3 separate regions of the Sus scrofa genome follow, and all the other regions are linked to region 1. The links are chromatin contacts, called in public HiChIP or PLAC-seq maps. All regions are on one chromosome and are shown on one strand. Each heading gives the region's core, a stretch centred on a gene start, on an enhancer-like site or on the middle of the called end of the contact. The rest is flanking DNA. Distances are from core to core; before and after follow the strand shown.

Region 1 (4,947 bases), core at 761-3,260:
TATCTTTTCTTTAGATTATATCTGGAAAAGATATAAACTTGGGAAGAGAACCCCTCCATACAGTGCGAATGGATACTTTGGTGTGTTCTAGAAACATCTTTTCTATATTGCAAATTATAAAATGTCCACAATCTTATATCTTTTTTTTTTTTTTTTTTTTTTTTGCTTTCTAGGGCTGCACCCACAGCACATGGAAGCTCCCAGGCTAGGGGTTGAATTGGAGCTGCAGCTACCAGCTTACACCACAGCCACAGCGAGCCATGTCTGCGACCTACATCACAGCTCACAGCAATGCCAGATCCTTAACCCACTGAGCGAGGCCAGGGACTGAACCCGCATCCTCATGGATGCCAGTCAGGTTTATTACTGCTGAGCCACAACAGGAACTCCTCTCATATCCAATTTTTAATCTGGAAGGCAAAAGGGGAACACAACAACAGTGGGAGAGAGAGGATACCTATCAATTTAGTAATTGTGTATATGTGTCATGGGTATGACATCCTTAATCTCCAAATCTTCAGATACAAAAATATAGGGAAATTCAAAAACATCTAATCCATTGTTTTTTTTGTTTGTTTTGTTTTTTTGTCTTTTTGCCATTACTTGGGCCGCTCCCGTGGCCTATGGAGGTTCCCAGGCTAGAGGTCTAATTGGAGCTGTAGCTGCCAGCCTACGCCAGAGACACAGCAACGCAGGATCCAAGCTGCGTCTGCAACCTACACCACAGCTCATGGCAACGCCGGATTGTTAACCCACTGGGCAAGGGCAGGGATCGAACCCGCAACCTCATGGTTCCTAGTTGGATTCGTTAACCACTGCGCCACGACGGCAACTCCTAATCCATTGCTTTTATACCCTGAAGACTGGCCAAAGAAAATGGACTTCTTCCATTATCTGACATTCTTAAAGACTTTGAATTTCTGGTGTCATCCTTTCTTTAACAAGCCTATATGGAGAGTTCCTTCTGGTTCTTTACAACACATACACTCCTCTGTCCAACTCCCCACTGGGCCTCTGCCACACAATTCATTCATTCAATGTTTATTGAGCTCCCTTTGTGTAGCTTCTAAGTATAGTAAGAAGCATTAATTGAATGAATATAAATTGCTTTGGCTTTTAAAAAAATCAACTTATCAAATGGTACACAGTACTTTAGTCAAAAACAAATACATTCTTAGTAGATTAGCTGGCAATATAATTTCTTATAGCTATTTCCTAATGGGGTGCATTTCTTGAATAATTCCTTAAAAAAACCCATTCTTTGCTAGAGCATAGCAGTGATTTGGCTATTCTGTTTTTATACACAGGCATATATATCTTCCCTCCAATGTTTCCACAATGTATGTAAAATGTACTCATGCTGACCATGATTTTTTTTTATTGAAAAGCAATACAAAACAGCTTTAGAAACAAGAGGAAGGTAATATTTTACATTATTTGTTATGAAAATTTCTATGCTTTGTGCCAGAATTTACTTCCCACAACTATGCTTGCTTTATCTAGAACATCTTCTGTTGTATTTCTACATTATTGAAAGTATCCATTAGTATTTAATTCAGAAGAGCTTAATAAACTGATCATCTGAGAAAAACGGTGTTTCCCTTTTTTCAGAACATGCTTATTTATGTGCAGTATGGAAATCTGATCCTGCTCTCTTCCAATCAGCCAGCAGTTCTTTTTGTACCTCTTCTGGTAGTTCATAGAAAACTTCAGGATCAATGTCAGAAGGAAAAGCAAATTTCTCATCAAGAGAATCTTGCTCTCTATTTTCTGTAAGTCCTTCATGATGAGAGACTGTTGCCACTGGTTGCTCATGGCTATCTCTAGAACAATTTTTGGAGTAAAGTTGCTCATTCTGCAAATTTGGAAATGAATGGAAAATAGATACAGCAGGGTTTGTATTTGAAAAGTAGAATCCTTGAGATTCTTTGGGTCCTTGACTCATGCGTTCATCTTTTAAGCTGCTGTCTAAATAATGTGAATAATCCTTCTGGCTAGATGAGTAAGAGGAACTACTGCTATTTAAGCCTGATGTTCCTGGTTCACAGGGAGACACAGAGGATATCTGTTTGCTCTTGGATAAATGATCTTTAGGATTTAAGGAACCATGCTGCATTTGTTTCGTAGAAAAGAAAGATAATACTCCTTTAGAAGCATGTAATGGACAACTCAAACTTCCTTTCCCTTGAACTTTTTCTCTAGATTTTCCAGAAAGGATTTCCTCTTGAATATCTACTGGCAACTGCTTGAAGACTTCTTGGTCAATACCCTCAGGAAGCGAGGAGAGTGGACATTCATTATTGTCTTCCGCTTTAGAGAAATGTGTAGGATCTGGTGGCAACTTCCCAGTTCTTGTACTTTCAATTCTTCCAGTTGGTAGAAAATCCCTGTTTGTTTCTTTGTCTTTGGAAAAATCCTCCATATGAGTGTCTTTCATTTTCTAGAACATAAGGATAACAGAATAATTTAGATATCTGATACCTTTTAAATATTCATGCTGCTGAAATGTGACTATGAGGTGACTCACATGTCTCTATCCTGCTCCATAACCTGAATCCTTTTGGCCAGTTCCAAACAACTAGAAATGATTAATCCACCACAATTACTCACACTGTTTTGTGGATCTTTACTCACTATTCCAGGAAGAGGCTTCCTTCTTAGATAGCACTGAGCCAGAAAGTAGGCAAGTATTGGAGACTTGGAAAGGATCTTAACAATTATGTACTCAAACTTCCAATTCTGTGAATAAAAGAATAGTGGCCTAGAAAGGTAATTGATTCACCAAGAATATCTAAAATGTATGTATATGCACAGATGGCTTCAAGGGCTAGTTTTCTAAAATTCCCTGTTTTGAAGTGTAACATTTAACAGAAAGAAAAAAATACTTCCATGGTAAAAATTCAATAACATTATTAAGATGTAATACTCTTCTGGGAGCTCCCACTTTGGCTCAAGAGGTTAAGAACCCAACTAATATCCATGATAAGATGGGTTTGAACCCTGGCCTCACTCAGTGGGTTAAGGATCTTGTGTTGTGGCAAGCTGCAATGTAGGTCGCAGATTCAGCTCAGATTTAACATTGCTAATAGCTGTGGTGTACGCCAGTTGCTACAGCTAATTCAATTCTTAGCATGGGAACTTCCACATGCCGCAGGTGTAGCCTTAAAAAGACAAAAAAAAAAAAAAAAAAAAAAAAAAGTAATACTATTATATTTACATGAAATAAAAACTTTAAAACACCTTCCATTTTAAATTTGCATAATTTTTTCACTTAAAATTTCCCTTTAGTTTTAGCACCATCAAAATGTATGCACAATCAAAAATAACTCAGGAAACAACAGAAAAATAACTTCAAAAAAAAACAAAGACAGAAAGAGATTTGGGCCTCTGTATTTACTGAGTACCTTCTGTGTGCCAGACATGTACAAGGTACTTTCACTTACATTTACCTCTCTAATATTAAGGTGAATTAAAGACCTTTAATTCTCATTCTACAGATTAAAAAGTAAACATTTTTTAAAATTTCAGTTAATGAATAGAATAAAAAGGATGACTGAAAAGAAGTAATTTGATGTGGGCACTAATTTATTATTTCTATAACACTGTTCTCATTATAAGCTTAAATATAAATAAAAGTATTACTAAAATTATACTGACTGGTTAAACAATAGAAATTTTTAAAATAATAAAAATATTTTAAATTAAGGATTAATTGTAGGCATAAGAAATTTAATAAAGGATGATTATTTTTTAAAGTATCCCACATATTAAATAAACAAAAGCTTGGAGTTCCCATTGTGGCTCTACAGTTAGTGAACCTAACTAGCATCCATGAGGATGCAGGTTCGATCCCTGGCCTCGCGCAGTGGGTTAAGGATCTGGCATTGCCGTGAGCTGTGGAGTAGGTTGCAGATGCAGCTCATATCCTGTGTCGCTGCTGCTGTGGTGTAGGCCAGCAGCTGTAGCTCTGATTCGACCCCTAGCCTGGGAACCTCCATATGCCACAGGTGCAGCCCTTAAAGATAAAATAAATAAATAAACAAAAGTTTCCCAAATGGCTGTATATACATAGTATTTTGTTGCAGTCATTTGAAAATATGACTGGCTTCTGCCTCTCTAATGTCACACTTAATTTCTACAAGTATAAAATGAGCAGTCATATTATATTAATATTGCTATCAGAATTCAATATAATTTCAAAACCAAGAAAATATGTTTGAATTAAAAACATGGGTGGGGGAGATTGCTGGTAGCTTATGTATAAATTAACATGACAACAAGATTTGATTTCCAGTACTTGAAGATATTTTCATATGAGCTAATCATTATATTCCTATGGACTACTATAGGATATTTTAACACTTTCAAAACATAGAACCTCATAAAGTTTTCTCTTTTATCCAGTGATGCTTATGTTTTCTTCTTATATCCACAGCATATATTAATATACAAAGCTAGTAACCTTAATATGAAGTCATTCGAATCATATCACCCAAAAGAATCACTAAATTATAACATAAAATTTTATTTGTAATTTAACAATATAATTCCAGGAACACTGTACTTACAAAACTGCGTTTGCCAGAGCATGAAGTTGTTGATAATGATGGTGTTAAATAATAATCAATAGTCCCTTTTTTAGCAGTATTCGGTGCTTTAAGGTTGCAGAAGCACACACTTAAAAGGGTAAGATGAAATGGCATCTTCACATTCACCATATTTCGAAAGAGTTTCATAAGTATATCAACCATTGGGGTCATCGCATCATAATTTCCTAAATAAAATGTTTAAGATGACAATATCTAAATGCATTATATCATAATTAAGATCTTAGTCTAATTTATAAATTTAAATTAAGATATTAAAATTCTTAGGGTATCTGGGATATCTCAACATTAATACTAAATACCAAATGAGTTAAATTTTTCAAAAGATTTGAAGTACGGG
Region 2 (4,947 bases), core at 1,693-4,192, 170 kb after region 1:
AGGATCTGAGCTGCGTCTGTAACCTACACCACAGCTCACGGCAATTCCTGATCCTTAACCCACTGAGTGAGGCCAGGGATCGAACCTGCAACCTCATGGTTCCTAGTCAGATTCATTAACTGCCGCAAGGGGAACTCCTCTCCACTTCTCATGTAACTGTATCTTGGCAGAGCTGACTTGATTATTCTAAAAGACTTCCCCAGATGTGTCTTTTTAAAAAAATATTCTCAGCATAAGTGATAATGCTAAATGACCTAAGTACCCAGTAATTGTTGTTCACCATAAGGAGTCTTCAACAGCAAATAGACTTAGAAAACTGGATAGTTACAAAACATACCATCTTGGAGTTCCTGTTGTGGCTCAGTGGGTTAAGGACCCAATATTGTTTCTGTGAGGATGTGGGTTCGATCCCTGGCCTTGCTCAGTGTGTTAATAATGGTCTGGTGTGGCCATAAGCTGTAGCATAGGTTGAAGATGTGGCTTGATCCAGTGTTGCTGTGGCTATGATGTAGGCCTCAGTTGCAGTTCAGATTCAACTCCTAGCCTGCGAACTTCCATATGCTGCAGGTGTGACCATAAAAAGAAAAAAAAATCTTTATGGACTTTAAAACACAAAACTAGAATACTGTGTTTTATGGGCTTCTAACCCAGATGTGTCTTTAACATCAGGTCAGGATGGAATCATACTTTTCTGCTAGTTCAGTAAAGATGTTCCTCTAGTTGCAGGCAAATTTCTGTTACAGGATCCTGAACAGCAGTGCCTGAAAAGCTAAACCCAGCTTTCCACCAGAGGGCAGATATGTCATAGCTATTGAAACACCCAGGTTATGTTTGCAATAAAGAAGACCAGGTTAATAAAAAATGTAATATAAAAATTATGTTCATGTATCTTTCTCTGTATACCTTTAATGTTTACAAACTTGTACAGGATGTATTAGCATGTATAACATTGATATCTATCCTAAGTGACTGTGTATATTCTTAGGGTTGTTTTACTGTTACTTTCACTTATAGTGGTTTTATGGACCTGGAAAGGGTATTTAGCAATAGAAATTGTTTTGTGGTACCTCAGATTTCCTTTGATGCCTAAAACACACATCACATAAGAGATTTTAAGAAGAAATAAATGTAGAAGTAATTGGCCTGGCATGCAATTTTGCAAGAATTTCTGCTGTCATATCCCACTTTTGCCTAATACATATTTGAAACAATTCTGATACACTGATTTATTTCTGCTTCAGTTTTTTTCTGCTGCAATTTGTAAGTGGGGCTATTTGTTGTTGTTTTGGTTATGTTTATTTTTTATTTTATTTTTATTAGACTATAGTTGGTTTACAGTGTGTCAATTTCTGCTGTACAACATAGTGAGCCAATCATACATATATATGTATACATTCTTTTTCTCATACTATCTTCCATCATGTTGTATCCCAAGAGATTGAGTACATTTCCCTGTGCTGTACAGTAGGACCTCATGGAGTATCCATTCTAAATATAATAGTTTACATCTACTAATTCCAAACTCTTTGCCATCCCCCTTCCTCCCCACCCCTACTGCCCCCCACCTGGCAACCACAAGTCTGTTCTCTATGTCCATGAATCTCTTTCTATTTTGTAGATAGGTTCATTTGTGCCATATTTTATTTAATTTTATTTTAGTCTTTTTTTTTTTTTTGTCTTTTTAGAGCTGCACTTGTGGCATATGGTGGTTCCCAGGCTAGGGGTCGAACTGGAGCTACAGCTGCCTGCCTAAACCACAGCCACAGCAATGCTGGATCTGAGCCTCATCTGTGACCTACACCACAGCTCATGGCAATGCTAGATCCTTAACCTACTGAGCGAGGCCAGGGATCAAACCTGTGTCCTCATGGATGGTAGTCAGGTTCATTTCCGCTGAGCCACGATAGGAACTCCTTGTGCCATATTTTGGATTCTAAGTGGAGCTATTTTGATTTTTTGTATGCTTTTTGCTAACTTACTTCTACTATATAGGAAGTTAAATTCTGGTGAATATGATGGCTGATTTCTGGTTTTAGGGAATTCTCTAAACCACGTAGAAATGGAAGTCTTATGATGGCAACAGGGGTACATCTAATTAAGTATTTCTCTTTGGCTGTTGGAAAAATCAAGGTGCAGAAATTATCCTGAGGCTCAATAAAGGGAAGTTCTTTATAAGATTTTATCTGGGCCAGGGCTTTTAAAAATTGGTGCAATAGCATACCTACAATTTTTCCAGTAAATATGTGTTTCTAAAAATACAGAGCTATAGTCTCATAGTTAGTTTCGAAATTGATACCATCTTAGAGCCCAAAGGTGTTCTGGGGCTTATGTACTCCCTTTGCCTTAGTTCAAAGGAGAAACTTTACATATCCTGCATTATTGTTCCAGAAACATCTCAACAGAGGGAGAGAACCAGAGTAAAAGACAGTGCATTAATTTTGTTGAAAGAGGGAGCAGAGAGCTCAGTGAAATGATATTGCATGAGATCAAAGCCAAAACCTTTGACCAGCCCCAGTATGCCCTCCCTTTTCATTGCTGTGATGAAATACTACGAAGACTCTACTGAAAATGTTATGATAGCTGACTCCCTGCTCCAAAAAGAGCCCTCTCCAGCAAAAGTGAAGGTGGAGATGGGAGTGCAATAGAGAAAAAAAAAAAAAATAATAACAATAAACCCAAGAGGAACAGGAAATGTTATCACAGTGAGTTCCCTTTTTCTCTTGATCTTTTTTCCTCACTGCTATAGTTTGAAGGCCTCAAAGTCATTTTGCCTGGATGTTCAAGTTGCGAATAAACTGCATAGTATAAGATCTGCTTCTAACCATCTATTTTGGAGACTCAGCTTAGATCCTTGCTACTAAAAGTGTGATCCATGGACCAGCAGCATTGGCATCACCCAGTGACTTGTTAGAAAGCAGAACCTCTGTTCCTTACCCCAGGCCTCCTGAAACAAACTGTGTTTTAACAAATCTAGGTGATTCATGTATGCATTAAAACTTGAGAAGTGATGGCTTATATAATCCCTTTTTCTTCCCTCTTTCCCTCCCTTTCTTTCTTTTTCCCTCCCTCCCTTTTTTCCTCCCTCCTTCCTTCCTCAGCTAGGGTTTTCTGCAGCTCACTTTTCTCTTTCTGTTCTGCCTATGTCTTGGTTTACGGTGTAAGTAACCAGTGTAAGTGATTATAGTCACCACTGTAAGTTATCCAAAACTAGAACAACTGAGCTCATGAACTGAATGACTAGAATACACATGGAGGTAAACTTGGCCAGTATGCTGCCATTTCCTTCTTTGTTATTTTTTAACATAAACTCTAAGGTACAGTTTGCCTTGCCTTAAGTAAACTTGACAAAACTCTAACGTACAAGACATAAAATGAGGAAGCTATTATTCACATTGTAAAAGAGACTCTGCTTTAGAAGGAGATTTACCAAATTATTTCTTTAAATTGCCCTGGGGTACATTTGAAATAGAATTTGACTCAAATGTTTATTCACAGTCCAATTTCTGAGATGGCATGTAATACACAAGTTGAGACGCGGTTGCCCAGAGAGTAGTCTGAGGGCACTTTATTACTACATTTCTGAAAGAGCTCTTGACTGCCCTTCTCATTTCCTTCTCACATTTCATTCTAATTTCTCTAAGTCTACAATCTCGAATGACTTCTTTTTATTCATAAACCAACTTATATAAATCTATGGCTTCACATTCCTGTGAAGTCAGAGACTTCACTGAGACTGACTTAGCAGAGAAGACCCTAAAGATGAGTCCAAGAAAAATAGCCCTTTAGCCGGATGACTAGTAACAGTGGTATTATGCTTGGTTTGAGTCTCTAATCCTCTCTGGCAGTAAAATCCTGCAAAAGGAAAACAGATACATTCCTGCAGAACACTGAGCCACAGCAGCATAGAATTGTTTCTTAGACTCCCAAATATTATCTACAGCTGGCAAAACACTGTGGCACAAAGACTCAGACCACCAACTCCTCTGCGTTCTCATGGCCATTGTCTAGATCTCCATTATGGTACTGAGGTTTCTATAGTGCAATCTGTGCTTTTGCAGGTGTTCCCTAGGAGTTTTGGAGGGCAGGAACTTTGTTCTTCTCATCTTTCTGCATCCAGTGCTTAGCACGTAGTAGTATTTCACTCTAGTGCATCAAAGACTTAGAAGTCAACTGCATGATTACCGATACCTTTAGAGAGGAGCAGGATTTTGACATTTGAGCAAAACATCTATAAAACTGAAGTGAAACACCCACAGGTTCTCCCTTTGCAGAGAGGCAGCAGTAGCATGGTTAATCTAAAATATCAGAAGTTAAAAATTAGTGTTTGACTTAGAAATTGTGACTACATTTGAATATTAATAACCATGAAGCATTGGAAGCACTGAAAGGCAAGAAGAAGCAGGAAGAGGAAGAGAGGGGAGAAAAGGAAGGAGGAGGAGGGCAAGGAAGAGGAGGGAGAAAATGATGGCTGTTTCACTGAAATAGTCTACAGTTGTACCTGAGACCATTGTTTAATTCGGTGGCTAACCCCTGCTCGTGTGCTGAGTCACTTCTTAGGTCAGTACAAGAACTCTACTCTGTTGGAAATCTTGCTTGTTCATATAGGCAGGTAAAGTTTTAAAATATAGGACCTTTTTTTTTTCCTTTCTATGGCTGCACCCGTAGCATTTGGAAGTTCCTAGGCGAGGAGTCAAATTGGAACTTCAGCTGAGGGTTACGCTAAGACCACAGCAATGCTGGATCTGAGCTGCATCTGTGACCTGTGCTGCAGCTTGTGGCAATGCCTGATCCTTAACCCACTGAGCAAAGCCAGGGATTGAACCCACATCCTCGTGGAGACTATGTCAGGTTCTTAACTGCTGAGCCACATTGGGAACTCCAACACTTTTCTTTTTTTTTAGACCTTGTTTAGAAAGAAGAATCAGAATCACGTTTTTGTCATCTAAG
Region 3 (4,947 bases), core at 1,462-3,961, 150 kb after region 1:
TTATGGTTTATCACAGGAGATTGCATATAGTTCCCTATGCTACACTGTAGGACCTTGTTGTTCAAATTCTTTACTATACACTTCACGGTAAGTATTTTAGTGACAGACACCAACTTGGTTATTACCAGGGCCTTCAGCAAAGTTTTGCTGATAATCAAATTAATATTTAGAAAGTCTTAAAGGCCAATACTTAAAGAGCAATGAACATTTTGTGCCATTCCTCTAAAGCTTTATTTTTCAACTTTCTTCCTTCTCTACGGGAATGCTTCCTCTCACTCATAATGTAGAATAAGCAAGAGTACCTCTCTCTTGCTTTTTCTTCACGAGTTATATAAGATAATTAAGACATAATTGCTTTCCTTTTTTCTTAATCTGGAACAAAGAAATGGTGTAAGAATAAACAACAAGGCCACAGGCTGAGTACTCTTGCAAACACTTTACCTCCTGGAAAGAAAAAGCAAATGATCTTCATTAAACATTAACAATATTAGTTAATTATTGCAGCAATTACAAAATCATGGGCCTTTTCTACCTCTAATTCAATATTTTTTAGACTTTAAAAAAACCCATCCTTTTATTGATATCGCATTAGAAACTTTTTTGTTTCTAATCTTATGACTCTAGTCCTAAGAATCTAGTAAAAGGGATAAACCAGCTGAGTGAGGTTATAGGAGAGGACAACAAGTCTTGACACATATTATTGATACAAAAGAGTCATCGTCTCTGGGGGATTCTGAGGTTCCAAAATATGCAAAGTCAAAATGTGGAGATAGGAGTTCCTCTTGTGGCTCAGCAGTTAACAAACCTGACTAGCATCCATGAGGACTCAGGTTCGATCCCTGGCCTCGCTCAGTGGGTTAAGGATCTGGCATTGCCATGAGCTGTGGTGTAGGTCACAGACGTGGCTTAGATCCCAAGTTGCTGTGGCTGTGGCTGTGGCCAGCCACTACAGCTCCGGTTGGACCCCTAGCTGGGAATCTCCGTATGCTGTGTGTGCGGCCCTAAAAAAAGGGGCAGGGGGATATATATGAGCATTTTATTTTGCCTTTCAAGTTAATGTCACTCTTTAGACATGAATGGCAGTGGGTGGATGGGCGGATGGGTTTAGGATTCTGAAGTGCTCTTGCAAGCCTAGAGGAGTATATATCATCCCATTTTCCTATAAAATTGGATTGTGATGATCATTGTACAATTATAAATGTAATAAATTCATTGAGTAATAAAAAATAGAAAAAAGCAAATAAAATATTTAGTTTTAAAATTATATTCACTAAAATTCAGTCTTTTCGATGTACAGGCCAGTGAGTACTGATAAAAACAGTCATATGTCCACCACTCTAGTTAGTATAGAAATGTTCTATCATCATCACCCTTCCAAATTAATCATATGGGAGTGCTATGGCTGTTGTAAGTCAACCACAATACCTGCTTCGAACTGTTCACTATTCTTTTGTGTGTGTGGTGTTAACCACTTTCTAAGCCCAAACCCTTGTCAACCACTGATCTGTTCTCTAGCTCAACAGTTCGCCTTTTCCAGAGTGTCATGTGAATAGAGTAGCATTATAGGACTAGCTTTTTTCATTTAGCATAATGCATTTGAGAATAAGTCATGTATTGAAAGTTCATTCTTTCATTGCTATGAACATTTGTTTATTCATAGTTATCCATGAATCTGTGGAAGGACATCACTCCTCTCTGTTTTAGTATCAAAACGTGATAATCTTAACACATCTTGTTGTTGAGAGGACCAAACAAAAGAATAGCCTCATATTCTACACATAGTGAAGTTCTGAATTCAAGGAACGTCAAGTAAAAGTATGAGACAATTGCTCTGTTTTTAATCATTACGGTTTTTGTTTCAGAGAGTTGCACCTTAATGTAAGCTTAGGATTATGCTAGATACAATAATGAAAATACCAAATACTCTCCAAATACAACACATGAGTTAGACATCATCTTTGTCCTCTGACCTAATCCAATATGGGACTGCTGTTTGCTAGGTAATCACAGTCTTTGTGAGACTCAAGAGGAAAAGAAAAAAAAAAACAAAACAAAACACTTATTGTATAACCTAATGACATTCTGAAATCATAACTGAATTCTAACTTTCATCAGTACAATTCCCTATCAAATATTTTGAGTGACATTTTTCTTGTCTTAGCTACTTTCATCCTTAGTGATCAGAATTTCTTTGGCTGCCCTAATATTAAACAGATGTGGACAGGAGGGTTTTTTGGCTGCAACACCTCCTATAGTGCTGATCCAGAGGGTAGCTCCAGTTGATCTGGCTGGAAGGGGGTGTGTTCCTTTGTCATCTATAAGTGCGAGACCCTTCTGAGGCTCTGGGAAGGGTCAGACTTTCCAAATGGATTGTGGCCAGCCATTGTCAAATGTGAAACTTATGTTACAGTAGCATCTTCCTCATTGTAAGTTTCACTTTTAGTTTCCTTCCTTCCTTGGTGACCAACTTGTTTCTTTGTTTTGTCAGATGGTTTTGGTGGCAGTTTTTGTTAATTTCTGAAGAAAATTACTGACTTCTGACTTCACCCTCTGTGATGGTGTTAAGTAATAGAAAACTGGCAGGCTGAATTAGTAAACTTAGTAAATCCCCGTCAGTTTGACCCAGTGATACACTTTCAAAGGATCTAACCATGTTTAGAACTGCATGTGAAGATACAAATGAGAAGGTGTGAAGTTACATGGGCTGGAAACCCAGAGTTGCCCTTGTGATCACATTAAGTTGCCACATAAGGCAAGTTCCTGTTGTGGCGCAGTGGAAACGAATCTGACTAGGAAACATGAGGTTATGGGTTTGATCCCTAGCTTTGCTTAGTGGGTTAAGGATCTGGCGTTGCTATGAGCTGTGGTGTAGGTCGCCGACCTGGCTCAGATCTGGTATTGCTGTAACTGTGGTGTAAGCTGGCAGCTGTAGCTCCAATTAGACCCCTGGTTTGGGAACCTCCATGTGCCGCAGGTGCCGCCCTGAAAAGAAAAAAAAAAAGTTGCCACATAAGGAAGGGAAAGGGTTTTTGCAATGACTAGGCCTTCTTCCACAAGGTTCTACTAGCACAGAGGCAAGTAACCCAGATCAAACACTTCAGGAGAAGCATTCTTTTGGTTCCTATTACAATGCAATTTTATTTCTAAGGAAAAGGCTTGTCAGTTCTTACTGAGTTGGAGAACTCCCAGAAAATAGTTCATGATAAAGCATTGAATAATGGCAGACATACACATACCCCCATTTCAGATTCACAATCCCCCTGCATGAGAGATGTTACTATCCCCATATTGCAAAAGAGGAAACTGAGTCTTCTTTTAAATTTTCTTTGCGTTTATTTTTTCCGCACAATTTATTCCTGACCCATAAGTTTTTGTTTCTTCTGGGCTATCTTTTTCTTCTGTGCAACCTCTTCTTCTGGCTTAGAAACAAACTGCTCTTTTTCAGTAAGGATCATCTCAATGTGGCAGGGAGAACACATGTAAGGGTTTATCTGATCATGAGCGCTGTAAGTCCTGAGCTGCATCTTGGGGGCTTTGTTCACCTGGATGTGCTCAATGACCAGAGAATCTATATCTAAGCCCTTAAATTCAGAATTACTCTACATTTTTGAGCATGTGCAATAAAAATTCAGCACTTTTTTGGGGCCAGTGACCCTGGATCCAGCCCCAAGGTTTGACCTGGGCACACCTACCAACTCCACCACTGTAATGACTGAATGGCACACATTGCTTCTGTAAAGTGACATCCTTAAGATACTTGCTGGCTTTTTGGATATGCATACCCTTAATGGCCTGGGCAGTTTCACGAGTGTTCTTAACGTGAACACGAAGATTTGAACTTCTTGACTGGCATGATTGTGTAGGGTTTTCTAGGTCAAGTGAATAGAGGTCACCTCAGGCCGCTTACCAGAAAAGGAGGAAATTGAGTCTTAAAGGACCTTTATCAAGGCCACCCACCTGGTGCCAAAGTCCATGCAGGACACAATCTTCACCTCTGCATTCTGTCTCTGTGGATGAGGTCCGTATATTTACAGAAGGAACAGCATGAGGGGCTCCCAGTTCTAGAGAAAATGGATTATGTTAAAGTGAGAGAACAACCTTTTTGGCAACATTCCTGTCAAAACCCCAGAACTGTAGGAAATGGCATGACCTCAAATGAATGAGAAGTGAAGAGATGTGAGTGGAGCTGAGCAGACTTGGGGATGAGAAAATGTGACTTGAATTAGAAATAAATATGTTTGTAACAGGGAGTGATAAAGAAAAAAGTAAAGAAAAAGGCTGTGTCAAAATCTGAAAGAAAGTAGAGGCAATAGCCCTATGTTGAAAGAAGCCATACTGAGATATTTTAGAAAATATTGCTTCTTCAGCATTTTGCATCTTCGCTCAAATGGCACACTTTGTTTATTTAATGCTTCACTTTTTCTAGCCTTTGGTCAGAGAGGCAGCCTCATTACCTTCATTTTTTACTGGCTGTCGAGACAGCTCAGGTTCAGATGGGCCAAACCGAGGTAATGACCCAGGCAGGGTAAATGGGAAACTTTCTGTTCTCTTGGGAACAAGTCATCAGTTTATTTCCTGAATGCTAAATTCTTTCTGAAAATAATATACAAAATCAATGCAAGCTAGTTCTTGAATTTTTTTTATTCAAGAAAATTTAAGCTGAGCATTACCAGCTCATGCATCAATGTCTAGGAAATACTTACAATGAAATGGGCTCTGGGAAAAGGCATCAAAAAGTCAGTGCTAGCAACATGGATGGAACTAGAGACTCTCATCCTGAGTGAAGTAAGTCAGAAAGAGAAAGACAAATACCATATGATATCACTTATATCTGAAATCTAATATTGGGCACAAATGAAACTTTCCACAGAAAAGAAAATCCTGGACTTGGAGAATAGACTTGTGGTTGCCAAGGGGGAGGGGAGGGAGTGGGATGGATTGAGAGCT

What was found. HiChIP or PLAC-seq counts read pairs in DNA pulled down with a chosen protein or histone mark.
Region 2: an H3K27ac HiChIP or PLAC-seq map of alveolar macrophages shows a contact between it and region 1. The contact joins two enhancer-like sites. A contact is called at or near these places in 2 of 47 Hi-C or Micro-C datasets (embryonic fibroblasts and skeletal muscle) and 1 of 2 datasets of contacts at active chromatin or transcription factors (alveolar macrophages).
Region 3: a contact with region 1 is called in an H3K27ac HiChIP or PLAC-seq map of alveolar macrophages. The contact joins two enhancer-like sites. A contact is called at or near these places in 1 of 47 Hi-C or Micro-C datasets (embryonic fibroblasts) and 1 of 2 datasets of contacts at active chromatin or transcription factors (alveolar macrophages).

What each region holds. Positions count from the first base shown.
Region 1 is chr1:103,816,779-103,821,725 of Sscrofa11.1, reverse strand. POLI (DNA polymerase iota) reads right to left here. Exons shown (of 10, transcript XM_021093321.1): 8 at 4,569-4,774; 9 at 2,611-2,739; 10 at 1,361-2,440. The coding sequence ends at 1,619. Among named protein-coding and RNA genes, the nearest start is that of POLI, 25 kb to the right of the region's middle. Within about 2 kb of position 2,010, at least 9 of the 83 cell types and tissues checked have an H3K27ac peak or open chromatin away from gene starts, as enhancers often do. A contact at or near this core is called in alveolar macrophages, where this site is marked.
Region 2 is chr1:103,651,621-103,656,567 of Sscrofa11.1, reverse strand. No RefSeq gene overlaps it. Among named protein-coding and RNA genes, the nearest start is that of MBD2, 110 kb to the left of the region's middle. Within about 2 kb of position 2,942, at least 5 of the 83 cell types and tissues checked have an H3K27ac peak or open chromatin away from gene starts, as enhancers often do. A contact at or near this core is called in alveolar macrophages, where this site is marked.
Region 3 is chr1:103,670,730-103,675,676 of Sscrofa11.1, reverse strand. It overlaps the pseudogene LOC110260877. Among named protein-coding and RNA genes, the nearest start is that of MBD2, 95 kb to the left of the region's middle. Within about 2 kb of position 2,711, at least 14 of the 83 cell types and tissues checked have an H3K27ac peak or open chromatin away from gene starts, as enhancers often do. A contact at or near this core is called in alveolar macrophages, where this site is marked.